Regions from separate parts of the Mus musculus genome. Here region 1 is linked to region 2. A link is a contact called in public HiChIP or PLAC-seq data. All regions are on one chromosome and are shown on one strand. Each heading gives the region's core, a stretch centred on a gene start, on an enhancer-like site or on the middle of the called end of the contact. The rest is flanking DNA. Distances are from core to core; before and after follow the strand shown.

Region 1 (4,258 bases), core at 304-2,803, 37 kb after region 2:
TTAGGTCGTTAATGGATCCACAAATTCCAAGGTCATTCCAAGTTCACTCACCACAACACTTTGGTACCTTGTATGTAGTTACTGGGCATTTCCATAACAAATTCTCGGGAGTGGCCTCACCTTTGAAGATCCTTTAAGGGCTGCCTAGGCAGAAAATAAAATATAAAGATCTCTTGCCAATCAGGATCTGGACACAGAAAAGTTCATCGATTGAACAAAGCAATACAGAGAAGTTGAGGTTTCCTACTAGATAGCCAGCACACACGAACTGCCAGAAACTGGTGACTAACAGGTGGTGGTGTCAGGAAGCCCAAACAAGGTTTCATCCACACCCTCCTTTGTGGCTTTTACTGTAGTGCCACCACCACACCTAAGAGTTTCGATTATTAAAATAATGAAGACATAGGGTAAAACCTGCTGACAACCCATGCAGGGAACAACTCACAGTTCAAGAGCTAAACTTAATAGATCAGAACAAGACTCAATTTGTAGAATGTCCGATACTCGAATAGGTTTGTGTGTCCGTGTACATGTGTGCACGCATGCATATGTGTATAGTAGACACACATTTACATATCCACATACTTGATTGCTGTTCTTGTTGCTTGACAGGTTCTTTCTAGGTATCCCAAGCTATTCTATTACCAGCTTTGCAGTCTATGCTGACTTCAAACTCAGGGCAATCCACACTCTGTGAAGTACTATGATTCCGGGCGTGTATCCCCATGCCTGGGTCAGGTTTTACCAACGTGGTCTACATATGTGCTGATCTGTGGAACTTATCTTTAGATGATCTCTGAGAAATGTCCCTTTGTTCATTCCACTTTCAGAACATTGACAGCAAAACCAATAAAATGGGAATGCAAGGGGGGGAAACTGGGGCTTGGGATTCATATGTAGTAGTGTCCTGTTCTGTTTTAATAATTGTTAAGTCTTTAAAAGCAGTAGCAAAGAATACCTTTCTGAAAATGGAATAAAAAGTGTCTGTGTGGAAACGTAATGAAGCTAACATTTTGTGTATGATTATTGACGTCAAAACTGGAAAAAATAGCTACCATCCTATAAGCTACATCGCTTCCTGTACACCTAACTCTTCTGCCCATCATTGGTGGACATCCTCGTACGGATTTCTGAGACCAGAACAGAAATGACTCAAGGCCTTCCTCCAGGGTCCCACTGCCAACGACTCCAATGTGCTACATGACCCTGAAAATCCCCCTAGAATCGCCTTTAAAACAGGCATCCCATTTTCCAGGTGTGCCTGGCAACTTGGTGTTTTCCTTCTGAGTCACAGCCTCTGTCTTCCTACCCAACTGGGGAAAGTGGGTGAGGACCAGCGGGGAGACTTGAGTGGGATGGGCAGGTGGGAACCAGCAGACAGTTAGTGCAGGAGCAGCAAGTGATCTGAAGATCCAGGAGGGCTGCAGAGCTGGCGCTGAGGCTGGGGCGCACCACACCTGTGCTGGTGACCCTGACTGTCGCTAGGGCGGAGGCGCGCTCACCTGTGCCCACGTGACGGGGCGGGCCTCTGTCGGCAGAGGGCCCGTGGCCACACCCTTTCCGCGAGCAGCACGCCTGAACCCCACGGATCGGATCGGCGGCGGCGGCGGCGGCGGCGGCCAAGCCCGGGAGGCGGCGGCGGGACGCGGGAGGCGGTGGCGGCGGTGGCGGTGCGCGGAGACGTAGCAGCGGCAGCATGTCGGCCGGCGGAGCAGTCCCGCCGCCCCCGAACCCTGCCGTGTCCTTCCCGGCGCCCCGGGTCACCCTGCCCGCTGGCCCCGACATCCTAAGGACGTACTCCGGAGCTTTCGTCTGTCTGGAGATTGTAAGTGGGGCAGCTTAGGTGAAGATCGAGTCCCGGGAGCATGGACAGGCAGCATCCTTGCCCCCAGCCCGGGGTTGGTCCCTCTGAATACCCCTCCCTCAGCCTTCATCCTCTAGAAGTGGCCTTTTACTGGAGTCAGTCTCGGGGTCCTCTCCACTTAGGACCCGGGCCTCTTGCCTGGCACCTGTTACGCGGACACCTGCTCGCCGGCCTGGAATGGAAATGTGCCCTAGAGACCGATCAGGCTAGGGGCCCATGATTAGGGACTTGGGCAGGAGCCCTCTCCTGTTGGATCTCGGGGACTCTGGGCTTTGGATAGGAGCTGCGTTTGACTAGAGGAGGAACCAGCGTTCTCGGCCTTTCCCGTTGCCAACCTGCCATTTTGTTGGGTGGTGCAAAGGTGAACTGATGACTGGGTGGCCAGGAAGCTGTTAGGATGTGGAAAGCCTGGACGGGAGGCGCCAGGGAAAGGAAGAGGAGGCTGAAGCCTGGGTATGGTTTTCACCAGACTCACCCTTGCCATAGCCAGTGCCCTTTGGATTGAGAAAGAACAGGGCAGGGAGAAAGGTGAGGTTGTAGGTGCAGCAGGCAGTGTGTAATCAAGTGGGTGTGAAAATGGAGGGGCAAAGTGGAAGTGGGGCAGTCAGCCTCAGCTCTTGCCTTTGCACCTCCTGTCCTTTTCTAAGTTTACCTGAGAATTCCAAACCACCTCAGAACACTTTGCTCCGCCCAAAGTCAAGTTGATGCCACAAGCCTGCCCTGCCACCTTGTTGAACTAGACACTTGAACTTAGCGAAAGGAATGCTGTGGAGTTGGGAGTTTTTGAAGCTCCTTGTGGACAAGGGGGAAATGTGCAAATAGAAATTGGGCAACTGGGGTTGCGTCATGCTGGGAGAATGTCAAATAGAAAGACATGTCAGCAAAGCGGTGTCATTCCTGTCGGCTGGTTCTGTTTGCTCTGTTTAGGGTTTTCATGTCAACCCTCATCCACTCCTGCGAGTTTGCATAACCTGGATCTAGGTCACTCGGGGTTCCCTTTTGTGCTGCTGAGCTGAAAACCTTGTGGGCATTGGTTTTCTGCCCCATTATGCTTAGGTAGCCAAGCCACCTTGGGTTTAGCTCAGATTTGAATCTGAAAGAAGAGACCCAAGTGAATGAGTCACAGGCAGTGGCACCTGAGATCAGATAGTGAGTGTGACACTAGAAGACCCTGGCATGGGTTCGGATTTGAGCCCAATTCAGCATCGTAGGAATGACTAAGGTGGGTGGCAGGCATCCATGTGAGAGGAACAGGGAGGAGATGGCGTTGGACCAGACTCCTGACTGTGGAGGGGACACAGCTTTTAAAACAGGAAGCGTTGCAGAGAAAGAGTTCCCAGATTCTGGGCTCCTTTCCTGCCGTGTTCCTCAAGTTCCACGTGCTTGCTTCCTCTTTCACGAGTTCTTCCCACGGCTTTAGTTACGTCCTACTTATCCTGAAATTTACAGAGGATCTGGAGACATAGAGGCACAGCTTAAACTTTGGTAGAAGTTAGGCTCAATCCTCAGGAGTAATGTACAGTTAATCTCCAATTTGATAGGTTGGTTCCTCATAGTTATTCAAATATATAGGTAAAACATACACACAGAAGTCTTTCATATGTATGTATGTATGTATGTGTGTGTGTGTGTGTGTGTGTGTGTGTGTGTGTGTGGTGCACGGAAGTCTTACTAAATCAAGTGATACTCAGGATCCACCTGTGGATGTGCCACACTTCATGGGACACTAGTACTAAAGGTTAACAAAGCAAAGAGGTGACTTATTGAGCCCCTCCCAACTTCATATCTCCTTTTCCTATCTACCATAGTAGTTAGTTCTCAATTCTTGCTGTACTTAATAACTTGGCAGCTCTTACAAGTCCTGATGCCAGCCCAGCCTAATTAAATGAGAGTCTCTAGGGGAGCACCCAGAGTCAGCTAATTTTTTTTAAAGGTCCCTGGGGATTCTAATACATAGTATAGCTGCAACCCACTGATAGAGTCTTTGAACCAGGCTGTGTAGAAAAGAGAATTTCCTCACAAATGTGAATATGTATGTTTGTTAGAACAGATAGGATGATTAGATCCTGGAAATGTGAGGAAGTATCTCACACATTTCCAAAAACGTAGCTTGCTTCCTGCTTTCTTAAACTTCTGCTCCTCTGGAAACTTACCTAACCCTGACATGTGCTCAGACGCTTATAAAGATAGAAGTGTCTCTTTGAATTTGCACCGTGTGTGTGTGTGTGTGTGTGTGTGTGTGTGTGTGTGTGCATGCACATACGCACACATGCATGTTCAGTTGATGTGGGTGCATGTGTGTGGGCTCATGCTTGCGTGTGCAAGTGCATATGGAGGCCAAAGGACAACTTTGGGTGTCATTCCTCAGAGACTGCCCACTGTTTCTTTTTCATA
Region 2 (3,928 bases), core at 630-3,129:
AAATGTTTGTTCCACTTGAGGTCATTTCACTGTTGTGTATATTGAGCACATAATTGCTGCATGTAAAAGCCATTAAGTGTTTTGTGTGTAGAGTGAGCATTACCATTCTTATCTCTTAAACATCTAGTGTTGTGAGGAAGAAAGGTAATTACTTGACATGGTAGCTTTTTTTATGCATGTCTAGATATTCGCTCCAAGTACAACACAATACCTGATGATTTTCTATCCTTGGGATAGTTATAGCAGACTCAAGGGATAGTTCCCCAAAGGGGGCAACTTACAGACTAGGATTTAAAGTAGTATGAGTAAAAGGTAGAAAATAACTTAGGAAAAGAAAAAAACCCCCCAGAAGAGTAACTATCCAGAGGAAGCATGGTTTGCCGCTGGAGATCATCCCTGTTTATTTGGTTTCAGGCCAGCTTTAATGCAGGTGAAAGAATTTACCCTTTAGATCATTGTAGGAAGAAGGGAATTTACCTAGAGCAGTGCCAAGAAAGCAGGCACAAGGTAATAACAAAAAAAAAAAAAATGGGGAGCATATGGCGGTAGTCTGAGAACATGGTGCTTCCGTTAGGATGAACCACTCTTATGTGCAATTTCCCAGAATGCAATTCCTGCTATGTAAATTAGCCTGTTTCTGATTGGTTGGTGTTTGGTCCTGGTTAGGATGAATAAATGTGTATGCAATTAGTTATGCAAATCCAGCCATATAAATGAGGGCAACTCTGTGGCATGGAGTTGTAGCTAATTCTGTTTAGCTACACCATTCTGCTGTTCTGCTTTTTGAGCAGAGCAAAGTTGTTTCTTTTTTCTATTGTTGGGGTGCTTTCTAGACCCCTTTTAACACTGAAAGATCCATTTCCTTTCTTGCCTCTCAGTTTTAAGAGAAGTGACCAGTGAGGTCACACAGTTTACTCAGACTCGCTTCTAAAATTTCACCCACATGTCTTGTTTGGATTTCCCCCTCAGGGCACTGGGTCAGTCAAGAAGGGAGATGTACTGTGGGTGAGAGTAATGACAGAAGGGGTGAGGGGCATCCACATTAACATCAGACCAACCTGTGCTATCACGGAACTCCACATAACTTTATCTAAGTAGAAATAGCATACCTTCTTTGCAAAGAGCTTCAGGCTGGCTCCCTTTTCTCTATGCTTGCCATCACTCATGTGTATACACTTCCCTCATACATCAAGTCCACTTCCCATTGGACTGTATCTTCTACAAGCAACCTACCAACAATGAAGTAAAGTTGAGGGGATGTTAGAAGATTCTTTCAAAATAGTATGTTATTTTATGTCAAAATAGAACTTAAAGGTCTCCAAGGGGAGCTGCTTCTAAAAGTGCATAGATGTGAAACATACCAGCTCCCCAGGCAAATGCCTGCCACTTCTCTCAGTCTGAGTCCATCATAAAACACAGTCCTTCATTTTCATTACTTTCTGACTCCTTGTTCCAGTTACAAGTAAATCTGGAAGATGATGCTGAAAAGGATATGGCAGAACAATTCTGCCCAGAGCGCCTGCTCCAAAGCATGCTAGGTATGAACTGCTACTGATACCATATTCGTTTTGATCTTTACAGAATAAGGTAAGCAAATCTCCCAATGTCTGCACAGAGACATTGAGCCTCTGAGTGCTGCATTTCCACTTTCTCTATGCCAAGCCCTGGGCTGAGCCACAGAAAGCTGTCTTGGGTCACAGTGCCTGGTTTGGGAGGGACCTAAGGACAGAGTCTTTGCACATGCCTTCCCGACTACATCACAAGCAGGCTTTGGTATCTGTTATCAAGGTCTTTTGCTTCCCGGACCAGTGCTCATGCAGCTTGCCCAGTTCCTGGTTCCCCAGCTGTCCCTGCCTTTTCCCTCCCTATGGCACCCTGAGTTGATGGCTGCCTGCCCAGTCAGACTTTGGAGTGAGTCCTCATATTACTTTGCCCTTGGGTGTCTGCAGCCTGCTGATTTCTGAGTGCCCACCTGTGTACACTTCCTCATTGGCTTATAGCCAGCTCAAAACAGCTCACCTGGATTCAATATTTTAGTTCCACTTTGCCCCCCCCCCCCGCATAAAACCTCTGTCTGACAAATACAACCAGGTAGGAAACTTGACTCTTGCCAGTCCAAATCCCTGTACGCCCCCCACTCCACTCAAAGGCTTGTTGATCATTCTCAGACCCTCCAATAAGATAGACCTTTAGAGCATGCTCTGTTTTCTCCTCCTGTGCCACTGAGCAATTTAAAACAAATTGCAAAACAAACCAAAGAGAGCCTCATGATGAAGTATTAATACTTTCTGTTTTTAAAGTTGCAGGGTCCAATTAAGTCTAACAATTTCTTACAAATTGAATACACGTAGTAAAGTCAAGCTCAAGGATAAATTAGGTCAGAAAACACAGGCAGAGAATTACAAGCCTGAGCATTCTGAAAGGCCATTTACCTTGCTCTTCTCTTCAAGTAGGAACATAATTAAAACTGACAGAGAGGAAGGGAGGGAGGGAAAGAGGGAGGGAGGGAGAAACAGAGGCCTAGACAGAGAGATTTTATGATACATGGTATTCTTTTAAAGTTCAGGAGATTATTTAAGCTATTTTCATCTAGGGCTGTTTATCCTGGAGATTATTATATGGAAGATTATTATATCTCAACATCCCTGAAAGGGGGGACTTGAGTAGTTTTTACAATGGGAGAGGGGTCTTCTCTGAAGCAGGTACTTAATTGAGAAATTCCTATGTAGCACAGCCAAGTGTACAGCACAGTTCAAGTTTGGTATTCTTTTAACGTGGATAACTTGTTAACTAGTCATAATGTGTTTCCTGGTCCAAGATAAGATGTGACTAATCAAATCTCAGGTTTCAGGCCACAAACTCATTAGTGCGATGAACAGAGTTTCATTGCCTGTTGGGAGGGAGAGAGGAAAGAGAGAAAGGAGGAGGGGGACAAAAGAGAGCTCACAGGGAAGGACAGGGAAATGAATGGAATCTAGAGAAGTAAGGGGATTGATCTTAAGGCTTCTGGGTGGACGGTGGGTTTATTTGTTTGTTTGTTTGTTTTGTTTTCTGAGCAGGCTTTCTCTATGTAGCTCTTACTGTTCTGGAAATTTCTATGTATACCAGAGTAGACTCAAACCCACCGAGTTTCACCTGCATCTAGAAGGCTGAAATAAAAGGCATGAGCCACTATGCCTGGCTTAACTTTAGTCTTGATAGCATGCCCTTTCAGATAATAGAAAAAGAAGAATTAAAAAACAAATATTCTGTGTTCGAGTTTAGTTTACAATCTAGGAGAAGCTAGATTGTGGGCACAAGTGGAGGACACACCAGTCACAGCTCTCTCTCTCAGCCTGCCTAGAGTCTTAGAAACACTCATCTTGCTACAAGAAGATTCTTCTGCTCTGTCCCTCTGTCTGTGTCTATCTGTCTGTCTGTCTCTCCTCTTTCTGTCTGTCTGTCTGTCTGTCTGTCTGTGTGTCTCTGTGTGTGTGTGTGTGTGTGTGTGTGTGTGTGTGTTATATTACAAGAGAGCAACCTTAATGAGTTTCTCACTAAGAAAAAAAGTAACAGTATTCACAAAACAATAACAACAACAAAAGGATAGTCTTGAAAGCAGAGCATTCTCAGTGGGCTGTGGTGGCTCATGCCTCTGAGCCCAACATTCTGGAGACAGTGCCATGCAGATCTCAGAGTTCGAGGCCAGCCTGGTCTACAGGAGTGAGTTCCAGGACAGCCAGGGCTACACAGAGAAACCCTATCTTGGGGGGTGGGGGGTAGCAGAGCATTCTCTAAGCACGTTTGCAGACAGCACAGCAATGGCTGTGAGCCAAATTGTTATAAAGTCCAGGTGGTTTTGAAACAATAAGTGAGCCTAAGTTTATTGAATAGTATATATGCAGGCACAAGTCTAAATCATTTCATAAATGCATTTAACTCTCACGAC

Evidence for each region. HiChIP or PLAC-seq counts read pairs in DNA pulled down with a chosen protein or histone mark.
Region 1: a contact with region 2 is called in an HNF4G HiChIP or PLAC-seq map of pancreatic cancer cells. The contact joins the promoter of Mal2 here to the enhancer-like site in region 2. A contact is called at or near these places in 2 of 484 Hi-C or Micro-C datasets (nephron progenitors and uterus), 2 of 115 datasets of contacts at active chromatin or transcription factors (intestinal villus epithelium and pancreatic cancer cells) and 1 of 9 other capture datasets (pancreatic islet).

Annotation. Positions count from the first base shown.
Region 1 is chr15:54,569,813-54,574,070 of GRCm38.p6, forward strand. Mal2 (mal, T cell differentiation protein 2) reads left to right here and starts at 1,554. Exons shown (of 4, transcript NM_178920.4): 1 at 1,554-1,825. The coding sequence starts at 1,697.
Region 2 is chr15:54,532,507-54,536,434 of GRCm38.p6, forward strand. No RefSeq gene overlaps it. Among named protein-coding and RNA genes, the nearest start is that of Mal2, 37 kb to the right of the region's middle. Within about 2 kb of position 1,880, at least 35 of the 459 cell types and tissues checked have an H3K27ac peak or open chromatin away from gene starts, as enhancers often do. A contact at or near this core is called in pancreatic cancer cells, where this site is marked.